Regions from separate parts of the Mus musculus genome. Here region 1 is linked to region 2. Evidence: chromatin contacts called from public HiChIP or PLAC-seq data. All regions are on one chromosome and are shown on one strand. The core of a region is the stretch at or near the end of the contact, and the rest is flanking DNA. Distances in the headings are between cores, read along the strand shown. Region 1 overlaps Gm36574 (a long non-coding RNA gene). Region 2 has its middle 28 kb from the start of Hivep3.

Region 1 (6,711 bases), core at 586-3,085, 580 kb before region 2:
GAGGGGGTGTATAAAGGCATAGCAGGGGCTGGAAACTTCAGGGAGAAATGGAAACACATACAAGCAGGACCTGAGTCCTCCTTTCCTGAGGACACTTCTGACCTCCAACCCCAGATCTGTCAGCCTGTCAATGAGAAGGTTCTGTGCGCTCTGATGGATAAAACCAGAGGGTTTTAAATCACAGGCCCAGAGCAAGGTGGACCCTGAGGCTTTCTGCTTTGGTCCACATCCATCAGTAAGCACTCAAGGATATAATTCCAGGCAACACCCTGGGCGCTGTGTGTGTGTAAAGGAGACTCCAGCATGTGCACATATCCTGCTTCTCTAGGACTTGGTCTGGTGGGCTTTTCTACTTTGTCACAACTGACATTTCAGGCGAGGTAATCCTTGAGGGATGCTGTGCAGCATAAGAGATGTTTAGCATCTCTGGCATTTGCTATCTCTGGATAGTCACATCCTCCAGAGGTGGCAACCAAAGCTGTCTCCAGACATTGCCAAATGTCCCCTGGAAGCAAAACTCCCCTGGGGCACACATGCTAACATAGTTTGCTGGGAGCTGCATCAGAGACTAGTCCATAGAGGACAGTGCGTGAGAAGGGTAAAATTAGCCCCTCAAAATTGGCCAGTGGAGATAGAGTTCACTTGCCTGAGAAGCTGGGATTCAGTCCTAGACTCTCTATACCTGGCCCAAGTGCTGCCCTGCCCACACCTCCCCACTTCTCTCCAAGTCCACCCACTGCCCTCAGCTCCCCCAGGAGGACAGATTCTGCTCTGGGAAGCCAGCCCTGGTGCTTTGAGCAGCTGGTCTCCTCAGCCCCGGACTGGTCTCTTAGCCTGCCATAGAGTTGGTGCCTAATAAGCTTTCACGCATGTTAGGAAAGGCTCTGTCTGTCCCCTGAGATGGCCCTCTGAAAGCCGACTGGGTGGCCACTTAAGTGCTGTGCTTATGCGAAGAACAATACTTCAGCAGAGTGCTTTGGCGTAAGTGCTTCCAGGTCCCCCACTCCACAGAAGCTGCAGCGTGGGAAGGAGATGGCTCTGCAGCGGCTGAGCCTACAGACTGGGCTCTTAGCAATACCCGGACCAGCTGTGGGCCCCCCTCCAGCCCTTGAGCCTGCGGGCGATGCTTCCACTTCATTATCTACAGGGGTGAGGGGCACTGCCATGCCTTCCCTTGTCTCCTAGTGCCCAAGGGACCAGTGAATGCTCAAAGGCAGGGGTTTCTCAAATGAAGCATTTGCATGTTAACTGTTTTCTGAGTTTCCAAGGGCAGTCTGTGGGGTAGGTCAGCGTTCTGTTTTTACTTTCTTTTTAGAATGACTACTTGAATAGTCATCCACACACTTAATGAGAGTTACTCTGTGCTCAGAACTCAGCAACGGGCAGACTGAATGCAGGCAGGACGGAGACAAAAGTACATTCAGAACAATGCTAAGGCTGAGAAAGCCGGGCAGGTGCTGAGCTTCAGGTAGGGAAGACCTCTCTCCAGAAGGTGACATTTAATTAAAACCCTGAAGGCAATCGGAGGGAGGGTTGCACAGAAGGTACTGCAGGCAGAGGCCAAAGCAAAAACTACCCCTAGGGTCCAGAAGAGTGGTGAGGTGGCCGGTAGCAGTTGGGGGTATAGATGAGGGACAGTGGGTGGGAAGGGAGGATGGGGGTGGGAAAGATAAAGGTCAGGGAGGGGAGAGGAGGGAAGGGGAGGGAGGGAGGCAAGAACTTTGGCTCTTGTCCTAGACTGGTGGGGGAGGGGCAGATGGCCCCAGTGGTTGCTTGAAAGTGAGTCACATGCTTGCTTTCAAATTTTATTCAGAACACAGAAGGAAGTTGATCCCACTTTGCTACTTTTCTGGAACTTTCTCCTGGTCAGCAACTGGAGTCACACAGCCAAGTCCTTGATGAAGCCAGGCCCTGGTTTGTCCCCTGCGGTTTCCATCAGGCCTTTCCCACCCACAGCTTACTCCAGTCCACTCCAAATCTTCATGGAAACAAGCAGAGAACATTTCCCAGTGATTTAAAAGGACTTCTGTGCCACCAAAGAGTATCGTTTACTCTTACTTTAATGGGTGAATGTCCCTCTACCCAGATGTCCTTGGAACACGGAGACAAAAAGAAGAGCTTGCTAGATCAGAAGGCCTGAGATCTGGTCTGGATTATGTCGTGTTGTTGCTGTCTGATTTTCCACTTTCCCCGTTTTGAATTTTCTTAACTGCCCAGAAGTCAGATGGAGCCAACCCTGCCTGCTACTTCCTTCCTTGTACCTTCATGCTACAGTGGAAGCCAAGGGCCCCTAGGTGGCGCACCTTCCTAGGCTCAGTCTCCCATGAGCAACTGCTAAAGGAGGCTAGAAGATTTGGGGGAAATGGAGGGGCAAAGATGATCCAGAGAGTGGATCTAATGGGAGACTGAGGCAAAAACCCTAAGCTAGAGACCCTTTCTGCACCTGCCCTGGGCCCTGAGGGAGTTGGTGGCACAGAGCACCTCTGTCACTATGGCTATCAGGTTCTGCTGTGGGCTATAGCCCTTACAGGCAAGGTGAATGTCTTGGGATAGATATGAGACAGTACTTATTCTCGCTCATAGATGAAGATGCTGAAGACAGATGTGCTTGCCTGGTCACCTGGGGAGCCAAAGACACAGTGGCTGTCTAGCTGGCCTCTGCTGAGGAAGGGCTCCATAGCAGGGAGGGCCTTGAGCTCAAAGTGTGGGGTAGCATCCCTTGATTTGTCCATTTCTCTTAGCTGGCAGCCTTCCCTCCACCCTACATCTCTTCTTAGGCTTACTCTCTTTCCTTCACAGCTGTAGCTATTCTCAGGAAATCCTAGGAGAGGAGTTGTTAGCTCCTCTTAGGCAGAGCTGTGTCTCAGGGCAGTTTTAGGACACGGGGTGAGGGTCAGGAGACTTTGGGTGGTGCTTGCTCCCTCTGGCTTTCTTCTCCTTATAGATAAGGGAGAGTGCGGAAGGAGGGAGTTGGGCTAGATACTGCCAAGGTCACTGTCTAGTTTGAACCTTCTGAGTTGTCCTTGAAACTCCCCTATGTCCATCAGCAAGCAGCAGAAGGCAGGCAGGGCTCTGCTTCACTCACTTAAGAGGGATGGGGGTGTGGAATAGGTGCTGTGTCATCCTGTTTATGACATCTGGCTTGGCACAGATGACAGGCTGCCGCAGAAGCCAGAGTCCTCCTCTCTGAACTTCCACAATGACCACCTATTTAGGGAGATGCAAACCTACCTCTGCAGAGGAAGCCATGTAAGGCTTGCATGGGCCAACAGGAAAGAAGCCCTCCCCTCTGTGTCCCTGCAGGTGTCCCTCTTTGGTTCCATTGCTAACCCTCTGACCCTCTGACCTTGGGATTCTTCCAAAATCAAACCCTAAGGAAGGAAACAGTTGCCACTGAAGAAATTCAGAGAACAGTGCTAGAGGAAAAAGATGTGAGGGGAAAGGAAAGAGTAGCCGCTTCTCTTCAGTCAGCCATGTGCTAGCTACTCTACTGTCCTCTCTGTAGAGTAACTCATAGCTTGCTGTCAACCACAGATGAACTTCTGTGCTCTCTGAAGATGAGTCTCAGAGGACCACATTGTGCAACTGTGAGTGTTCCATAGACCACTCTTGTCCCTGTAGAACACAAGAGCCAGGGAGGCATAACAGGGCGTGGGCCAAGATAGCTAACTGATTGTGGCAACTCACTCTTCACAGATTCTAAATTATAATCAAATTTATGTCTGATTCCATTCTCAGATTAGGTAACAGTCAAGTGGGGAAACTGAGGCTCACACAAACCCAGGGACTTGCTTACGTGTGATCACATAGTACCTTGGTTGGCTTTGAAGCAAATCTTTGATCCCAAAGTCTAGGCAGTCCATAGAGAAAGCTACTTCTTTGACAAGTTAGGTTTGTCTTGCATTCATTTCTTCATCTTGTAGCAGTGAGGGGTTAAAGATTAGGTCAGTGGTTCCCAACCTTCCTTCCATTGCAACTCTTTAATTCAGTTCATGTTGTGGTGACCCACAACCATAAAATTATGTAGTTGTTACGTCATAACTGTAATTTTGCTAGTGTTGTGACTAGTGGTGCAGATATCTGATATGTAGACTATCTGATAGTGACCTCTGTGGGGGTGACGATGCACAGGTGGAGAGCCATGGGTGAGCTGCATCAGTAACCAGAGGTTCCCAGACCTTCTTACTGAGAAATGGGGAGTGACATGCAGTGAAACCAGAGAATCAGTAATTTGAGATTTTTTTTCTCAAGTTTACTAAAAAGAACATTTTGTGGACTGGGTATGTAGCTCAATTGGTGGCGTGCTTGCTTATCATTCGATAAGACTTGGGTTCAATCCCCAGCTAGGCCTGGTGATGCATATCTATAATCCTAGCACTTTGGAGCTGGGAGTTGAAGAATCAAAAGCTCAAGGTCATCTTTGGCTGTGTAGCAAGTTTGAAGCCAGCCTGGGCTACATGAAATATTGTCTCAAAAGAGAATATTTTACCTTCCAAAATGTAGAAGGATCTACTTTTAGCATAAAGTGGAGAGAGGAAACCAATGATATCTAAGAAAGGAATTCCTCTTTTCTAAGTATGCCTAACATAACACCTTGATGAGCCATTGTGTTTGTAGCAAACACTTGATACCTAGGCCTGGCTGAAGTGAGCAAGAGACAGACAGAACCAGAATAATTCCTTTAACAGACTTAATTTGTAGCAGGGGACTTGGAAGGATGAGCGGGTAGGTAATTTGGAAACAGAAGTGCTAGAGACCCAAAGACAATTTGCAAAGGTCCTCAGGTGGAAGGCAGAGAATGACCCAAGGATTTTTAGGGGGAATAATGGCCAGTAGCTAGCTTTGATTGGCAGGTGTCTTTTCCAGCACCTGCTAATACAGAGGATGTCTCTGGGTGCAGCATTGACTGTGAAAATTGTTAGACCTCACTTTGAGACCCAGCTTTGTCACTTGGAGGTCATAAGCACTGTACAAGGTCTGATTTCCTTTTCTGTGGAACAGATCTGATCTTCCTGGTGGGAGGTTGACAGAGGAAATGGGTGGGATGGAGGACCCAGTACAGCACCCAGTGTTCAAACCCTCAGTAAACAGCTACTCAGCACAGTACCTAGTGCTCAAACCCTCGGTAAACAGCTACCCAGCATAGCACCTAGTAAGTGCTCAAACCCTCAGTAAACAGCTACTCAGCATAATACCTAGTTAGTGCTCAAACTCTCAGGAAAACAGCTATTCAGTTGCTGCTTAGGATTAGACAGAGTTGTTTGGATATTCACTGTGGCAAGCATGTAGGAGGGTTTTGTTTGAAGAGGGGGTAAGTTTTGTTGCTGTTAAATCCAGCATAGGATCTGACAGTAAATCATCTGGAAGAGGGGGTGCATTAAAATCTCCAACCTTAGCCCTTCCTCAAGGCCGAATGCTGTCTGTGCCCGATAATCTGCCCTCTTGGAAATGACAGCCTCTCCTTCTAGGGCTCAGCCCAGAGGGCAGGACTCCAGACAAGGACAGGCTGAGGACTGAGGGGAGAGACGAGAGTGAGGGAGTAGGAGGAGATAGGAGGAGGGAGAAAGAGTGCTTTCAGAGACTGACAGTCATTCACAAAGACACAGGGAGTGTGCTTGTGCCTGTTTGCATGTGAACGTGACTGTGGAATCACATGTGTGCATCAGGTAGCAGGTGCATGCGGGTGTGTGTGTGGAGGTGGCTGGGGGTGGGTGTGTCAGTGTATGAATGAGTATGAAAACTGCCAGCGTTTCAACATCCCAGTGCATGAGTGCATGTGAGTATATGGTATATGCATGCATGTGCATGCACACATGAAAGTGCATGCATGTGTGTGTAAGTGTGTGTGTGTGTGTGTGTGAAGTTCATAAGCACATGTGTCTTGTCTGGGCTTGTGTGTGAGGCTGACTGTGACTCTAAGTGACAGTGAAGGAGACCTGTCTTCTAATAGTGTCTGGGTAGCACCTGGAGTACATACATGCCCCTGATGCATGGAATATCTATGAGAAGGGACCTTCCGCAGTTCTGACTCTCCTGACTCCCCATCCTACCTCCACCGATTTTTGCCTCCCTACTTCCCCAGTCCATACCAGCAGCACCACCACAAACCTGCTGATCTCACCTGTGGGGTTGAAAGAGAAGGAGAGGGACAGGGGAGGGAGAGGAGTGACCAGCCCCTCCTACCCCCAACCCTTGGTGCTGCCAGGGAAACGTCCTCCTCCACCCCCCACCCCCCAATCACCGTGATTCCTGCTGTGAGGGAGAGAGGAACCCTCTGTTTCCATGGCAACATAGCAGCCCTGCTTCCCAGCCTGAGCCCAGGCTCCTCTGAGCCATGGAAGGAGTGGGAAGAAAACCCTTCCTCAGGCTTTTGAGCCCCACTAGGTGTCCTGACCTCTAGACTCCCCACCTCCACCCTGAAGAACCCCCAGTCTCCTTTTATGCTCACAAGTCCTCTGAGACTCCCTAACATATATGTACCCATTCTGCTGCTTGTAGGGTCTGGGGACTTGTCTTGTTCTTACAGGAAGGACTAGACCTGAGCATGAACCCCAGATGGGGTTGAATTCCAGACTTCACCTGGAAGAGGTACCAGTGCCACCACTTCTCTGGTTCCCATGAAGGTGACATACAGGGTCAATGTGTCATGCCACTAGCAGAGTGTAAATTAGCCCAGCAATTTTTGCAGGACCTTTCTTCCCTGGGACTCCA
Region 2 (6,431 bases), core at 1,477-3,976:
TGGGGGACTCGGGGATGACTCAAGAGTTAGTCTGGTTAGAGGAGGGCCTCCGAGACTTCATGTATTGTGGAGGAAGATATGGAAACTGAAGAACAATTCTGGACGCCTTCTATAGTCAAAAGAGATGGGTCTTCTGGGCCTTTTTTCCCGCTCTTAAATGAGACAGAGCAGTAGCCAGGAGTCCCTTCCCACAGAAGCTGAGCAACAGTGAAAGCAGATTTCACCAGGGGAGTCATTACCACCCAGTTGCTAGCACCACCAGACTCAACTGCCAATTACTTCCCGGTTTACTCACGGGTCCTGTGGGAAATGGTCACAGACAGGAGAAGGTGAACAGCAGAAGCACCCACTGGGCTTCTGCCCTTTATCCCCAAATCAGAATATTTTGTACCTGCTGAAGCCTAGCTATAAAAGACTATGGAAGCCTGTTATACTGCCTTTAGAGAAAGGAGACAGGGCTGTGGCAGATGACATGGTCCCCATGCCCACCTGAGACCCACTGTCTATTTTGTGTCCCTCGGGATCAGTAATGCAATGGTCCAGGAGACTGTAAATTCTTAGAAGAAACTCAGGCTAACCTAACACTGTTTTCGGAAACAGCGGCCACAGAAAGTGCATTCTGCCTATGAATCCATCCCAGGATTTTTGCCCTGATGAAGCATGCCAATAGAACAGTCCTACAAAATAATCGCAAATATCAGATGATCCAAACAGCATGACTCACTGTCTTGTCCCCATATGGTATGGTGTGAATATGAAATGTCCCTTCCAGCTCATGCGCTGGAGCCTAGGCCCCTGGGGGGGGGGGAGTGGTATTATTTGGGGAGGTTCTAGAAATGCTAAGGGGCGGAACTTTGCTGAGGAAGTATGTCACTGGGAGAGAGTATTTAGGAGTGACATCCCTGTGGCCCTTCCTGTTGCAATGAGGGGAAGAAGCCCCTCCTCCACGTGCACCCAATACCACGATGCTCTGCATGGGGTCAAGCACCCATGTGCCAAGCCCTCTGAACCTGTGGCTGTTAGTCAACCCTTTTCCCTTGAAATTGTTCTTTCAGGTAATTTGGTGACAGTGATACAGAAGCCTGACTAATATGCCAAAGAGTTATGATTCCTGAAGGGCAGGGGGGCTGGGGGGGGGGGCTAGGGGGTGGCTAAGGCCTCCCAGCCCTCCCATAAGAATGCAAAAGCAACCATTTTAGCAACAGAGAGAAAAAGAAATGACCCCAAACTATTTCCACTAATGAAAATAAAGGACATCTGAGGAGCTGGGGATGGCTCTGTGGTCCAAAATACTCAATATTCTTGCACAAGTTCAGTTCAGTTCAGTGGAGTTCAGTTGCTAGCACCAGCATTGGGAGGACCACAGCCACCTGCTACTCTAGCTCCAGGGGCTCTGATGACACCTTCTGGCCACTGAGGGCACCTATACACATGTGCACAAACCCATACACAGATAGATAGATAGATAGATAGATAGATAGATAGATAGATAGATAGATAGATACATACATACATACATACATACATACATACATACATAGATGTATATACATGCAAATCAAAATGTTTCTAAATAAGAAAGGAGATATGAGCCCATGGACCTTTAATTTACACATGGAATCTGAAATTCACTTTTAAATTTTGTTTAAGTATTTTGGTGGTTTAAATGAGAATGCCCCCCTCCCAGGGCCTCATACATTTCAATGTTTGGTTACCCAGTTGGTGGACTGTTTAGGAAGGATCCTCCAACAGCCTTGTTGGGGGAGGTGTGTCACTGAAGGTAAGCCTTGAAGCTCAGGTCTGTCTGTCTGTCTATCTGTGTCTCTGTCTCTGTCTCCCTCTTCCACCCTGCCTCCTGCTTATGAATCAGATGTAAGCTTTCAGCTATGGCTCCAGTACCATGCCTGCCTGCTTGCTGCCATGCTCCCCACCATGATGGCCATGGACTTATCCTCTGAAATTGTTAGCAAATCCTTTTATAAGTTGCCTTGGTCATGGTGTCTGCTCACAGCAATAGAAAAGTAACTGAGACAAGTATGTATGGGTTTGGACCAGCTTAGAAATAAATTACTGAGGCTAAAGAGAAGCAACTGGAAGGTTCTCCAACTTTGGTTTCTTGTGATTCTACATAAATTCTTCCTACTCATTCCTCTATGTTCAGAGCAGATGGGGAGAAAATTGCTTGTGTCTAAAAGGTCTTTGGGAGAATAAATTTATTTATTTTTTATTTTAATCAAACTATATGCCTGTTTTGTAAAATAAGTATCCATAAATACACATTTGGAAGTGATACAAATATATGAAATGAACTATTTTACCATAGACAACTGATTTTTTTCCTCTCGACTCAGTAATATTGTTATATTTTGCCATACTTCCTGAAACCTACCTCCCACCAGTCTGAAAGCCTATACACAAAGGCTAAAAGAAGCACTGTAAGGCCACAAAAACAAAGGCTGGCCAGAATGATCTTTATGTCAACAATTAGATGTTCATTTTACCAAATGAAGTAGAATAAAAAAGCACAATCATTACAATATTAATACTGATCCAATCTCTAGGCAGTTTTTAGTTCCCTAAGACACTGCTAAACAAGGAGGTATGAGTTTCTCATTAATCATTGTCAATAAACATAAAACATATTTAGCATGGTCCAGTCTGATGTAGCAGAGCCAAACCACTTAGGGTCAGATCTTGGTTCCCACATAAATAGCTTAGGCATGTGAATAGACCTCTCTGAGCCAACCTCCTCCTTAGCCTTCCAGTTAATCCAGAGGCATCTGGAAGAGCTCTGTGCGCCAAGGACATACTGGACAGAAGGAAGAAAAGTTCACACTGCAATGAAGCCCATTGTCTAGACTGGACACAGAGCAAAGACTTGAAGCACTGGAGGAGGAAAAGGAGGAGGAGGCGGGGGGGGGAGGAGGAGGAGGAGGAGGAGGAGGAGGAGGAGGAGGAGGAGGAGGAGGAGGAAGAGGAGGAGGTGGTAGAGGAGGAAGAAGAGTCCAGAAGGTTTTGTTTGTGGTCCAAGTCTATTCTTAGCCAAGGGATAAGATACCTAAAAGGTTATTTACCATCCAGACAATCCTCCCCAGTTTAGCCAGTTCGCAGTCTGAATCACTCACTGAGTCAGGGCAGGACATGGTGCCAATGCCTGTCCTTGAGCAATTCAGGTACCTGAGTCACAGCCTATTTTAAAAAGACAAACTGATCTACATCTGGCATTGCCAGGGCGAGCTAATTCCCCCACATGCAATCTACTACAGGTGACTCTTCTTTACTCATTGAGATTGCAGAACTGGATTTAGCTGGCTGTGGAGGGGCAGCACAGAGCAGCAGAAGTAGCACAGAGCAGCAGAAGTGGCACAGAGGGACTCCCAGCCACCAGTTACCTGCCCTGAGACCTTGAAAGTGACTTAAACTTTCTGATCATATCATTTGTTAATAAAAAGGGCAGCATAAATGACTCCTGCTTTGAGGGGGACTCAGAGCAGGCTGACCCTGCAGAGGGTCCAGACCCTGCCATTTCTCTGCATGGCCAGGAACAACCTGAGGCAAAGGCAACTGCATGAGCAAAGGCTGTGCTGGCTAAAGGTGTTGGGGGGCAGTGGCTGGAGATAGTCCACGTGGAGAATTTCAAGGCATACCCCTAGGGCTCTGGAGCAAGGCCTGTAGGTTCTTCGGCACAGAATAACAAATCACTAAAAGAGCTTCTGGTGGCTTCTGGGCCACCTTGTGGACTCTGGCCATGGGATAGCATGTGACTAAATGGACAGAACTACAAAACTTTTAATGTAATATTTTTGTTAGTTATGGGAGTATTTTTTACCCTCCCCACAACTCTTTCCCCCAACTCCTCCCAGTTCTACTTTGCTACCTCTTTCCTATGACATGGCCCCTCTGTAAAACCCACCAAGGCCAGTTTGTATTGCCCATATATTCATGGATATAGGTATCAACCACTAGAGCAGGCTCTCAACCTTCCTAATGCTGTAACCCTTTAAAACAGTCCCTCATGTAGCAGTGACCCCCAACCATAAAATTATTTTTGTTACTTCATAATTATAACTTTCCTAATGTGATGAAGTATAATATAAATATCTGTGCTTTCTAATGGTCCAAGTCAACCCTTATGAAAGGGTCATTTAATACCCCCACAAAGGGATCATGATACACAGGTTGAGAACATATCAACGACACTAGAGTAGACTTGATCTACTAGGGGCCAAACACTTGAAGCAGAGCTGCAAATGCGGAGCTAAGTGCACCCACAAAATCATAATGCTGGGGGGTCCACAACAAGCCATCGTAAAGCAAAAGCTGTACACTCCAGGCTTCCCACAAGTGAAGCCTTCAGGGCTGAAGACATGATTGGAAAGAAAAGGCAGCCAAGGTCTACTCTACCATGCCGCTCCCTGATGTTACAGCAACCCTTCTTACTCAGATCACAACTGTGACCTCACTGGGGAATTTCCCATGCTCAACTGATAAAGGAGGGGAATGCCTCAGAATAGGTGTGCAGATATGTCAGCTGGCTGGGTGGGTGTGAACTGAAAATGGACAGCCAGTATCATGCATGATCCTCACTGTATGTGGAAAGTGGCCCATAGCAAGGTTATTACTACAGATTCGTGGGCAGTGGAAAAAGGCTTGTCTGGTGGCTTTGGCACAAGCAAGTCTGCAAAGAGTTGTATTTCAGGCCTTTGGGCCCAAAGTCTGAGGGCCTCAATATTGTGCACATGTCCCTACTAATGGACTCTAACTGTGGAGGAAGAATGAATAACCACATAAAAACTGGACAGCTGTCCATCAACTCTGTCCTTGGGCATATGGTGCTGATGCAGTGGGTTCATGAATGGAGCAGTCAGGGTTCTGGAAGAGGCCATGGCAGGTTTCCACCTTCTTAGGTAACTCAGCTCCTGCAGCTGCTGCTGGTACAAGTTTGACCTGCCAGTCTTTGATCTAGCACCAGTCTTCAGTGAGACCAAGCACCTTGATGCCTTCCATTTAAGTCTCTGGCAACAGCTATGCAGGAGTTCTAACTTGCCTTGTGCACAGTGTGGCAATTCTCAATTCACCAACCTATTTGGAAACTCCAACTGGCCCACATGGAAAAGCCTGAAACAACATGAAGACAGAAAAATCTGTCCCATTCCCCACTGTGCCAGCTCTAACCACCATTAGACTGTGGCTTCAGGAGAGATCCTGGGTTGGGATCACTTCATTGGGTCCCTTCCTGACTTTCTAACCATCAGAAACTATGACAGATAATCACCATGCAGAAAATATTGCCTGGCTACTACCATGCACAAGCACAGGAAGATGGGATGTTGTAGCAGACCTGGACAAAACCCACAATCTGGGTCCAGCCCAGCCCAGGGCAGCTAAATCTTGGATAATCTGCTTGCGAGATACAAAAGAGGAGGTAGAGGAAGAAACAGAGAGCAGTTGCAGGACTGTAGAGGACTATAACTGTGTAAGGCTGTTGTTACACAGTATCTGACAATGACCAACATAGGGGAATCAGGAATATCTATTCCCAAAGATGAGATAGTTCATCATTTTAATCCAGGTGGTGCTGTGACAATTAATCATGAAAAACAGTGCTGGGCACACTGGTGCATGCCTTTAATCCCAGCACTTGGGAGGCAAAGAGAGGTGAATCTCTGTGACCTCAGGGCCAGCCTGGTCTACACGGTGACTTCCAGGACAGCTAGAGCTACATAGTGAGACCTTGTTTCAAAGGCAGGATGAAAATATGCTCCCCTTTTTGAGTCTCTGAGAGTCCGAGAGTCTATAACAAATGATGCTCCAGGTTTTCCATACCTAGCACCTAGAACAAAATGTTGACAAATTCCTGACCACCTCAGAAAAGGCAACAATGCACAGATGGAAAATACCAGAAAGCAGGAGCTGGAACTGGTAGCTCTATAAGTATAAAATTAATTTTATAAGAGATCAGGGACTTCCACCAATAAAGTGTTTATTGACACAGTCAAGCAGGAGATTCTTTTAAAAAAAAAAAGAAGTGTCAAGAGATTCATTTAAGCCAGTATTACAGGAATCTACACTTCAGTCCAAGTGAAAAGGACAATAAATAACTACCCATGAACATGGACACTCAGGACAAAGTGAGGAGCTGTAAAGAGCAGAAACGGAGCCCAGTTTCCTCAATCAAACCCAATCTCAAACTGTGGCATATCTAGTTTGGCTTAAAGGGCTTACCTTTCCTGGGCCAGTGGGTTAAAAAGCATTCATACCACATACAAAATAATCACTACTTGCTGTCTTTTTAAAATTGAATATAAGTTGATTAGAAAAAAATTACTGGAAAGATAGCTCAGTGGCAGATCACTTGCCTAGCTAGGATTCATGATGCCAAAGTACAATTCCAGCAACACACACATATACACACATGCATGCATATACAC

What was found. HiChIP or PLAC-seq counts read pairs in DNA pulled down with a chosen protein or histone mark.
Region 1: a CTCF HiChIP or PLAC-seq map of the NIH/3T3 cell line shows a contact between it and region 2, with 5 read pairs. The contact joins two enhancer-like sites.

What each region holds. Positions count from the first base shown.
Region 1 is chr4:120,364,440-120,371,150 of GRCm38.p6, reverse strand. The region is part of intron 3 of Gm36574 (a long non-coding RNA gene); the gene reads left to right. Among named protein-coding and RNA genes, the nearest start is that of Gm36574, 29 kb to the left of the region's middle. Within about 2 kb of position 1,835, at least 88 of the 459 cell types and tissues checked have an H3K27ac peak or open chromatin away from gene starts, as enhancers often do. A contact at or near this core is called in the NIH/3T3 cell line, where this site is marked.
Region 2 is chr4:119,783,231-119,789,661 of GRCm38.p6, reverse strand. It overlaps a transcript of Hivep3 not described here. Among named protein-coding and RNA genes, the nearest start is that of Hivep3, 28 kb to the left of the region's middle. Within about 2 kb of position 2,726, at least 47 of the 459 cell types and tissues checked have an H3K27ac peak or open chromatin away from gene starts, as enhancers often do. A contact at or near this core is called in the NIH/3T3 cell line, where this site is marked.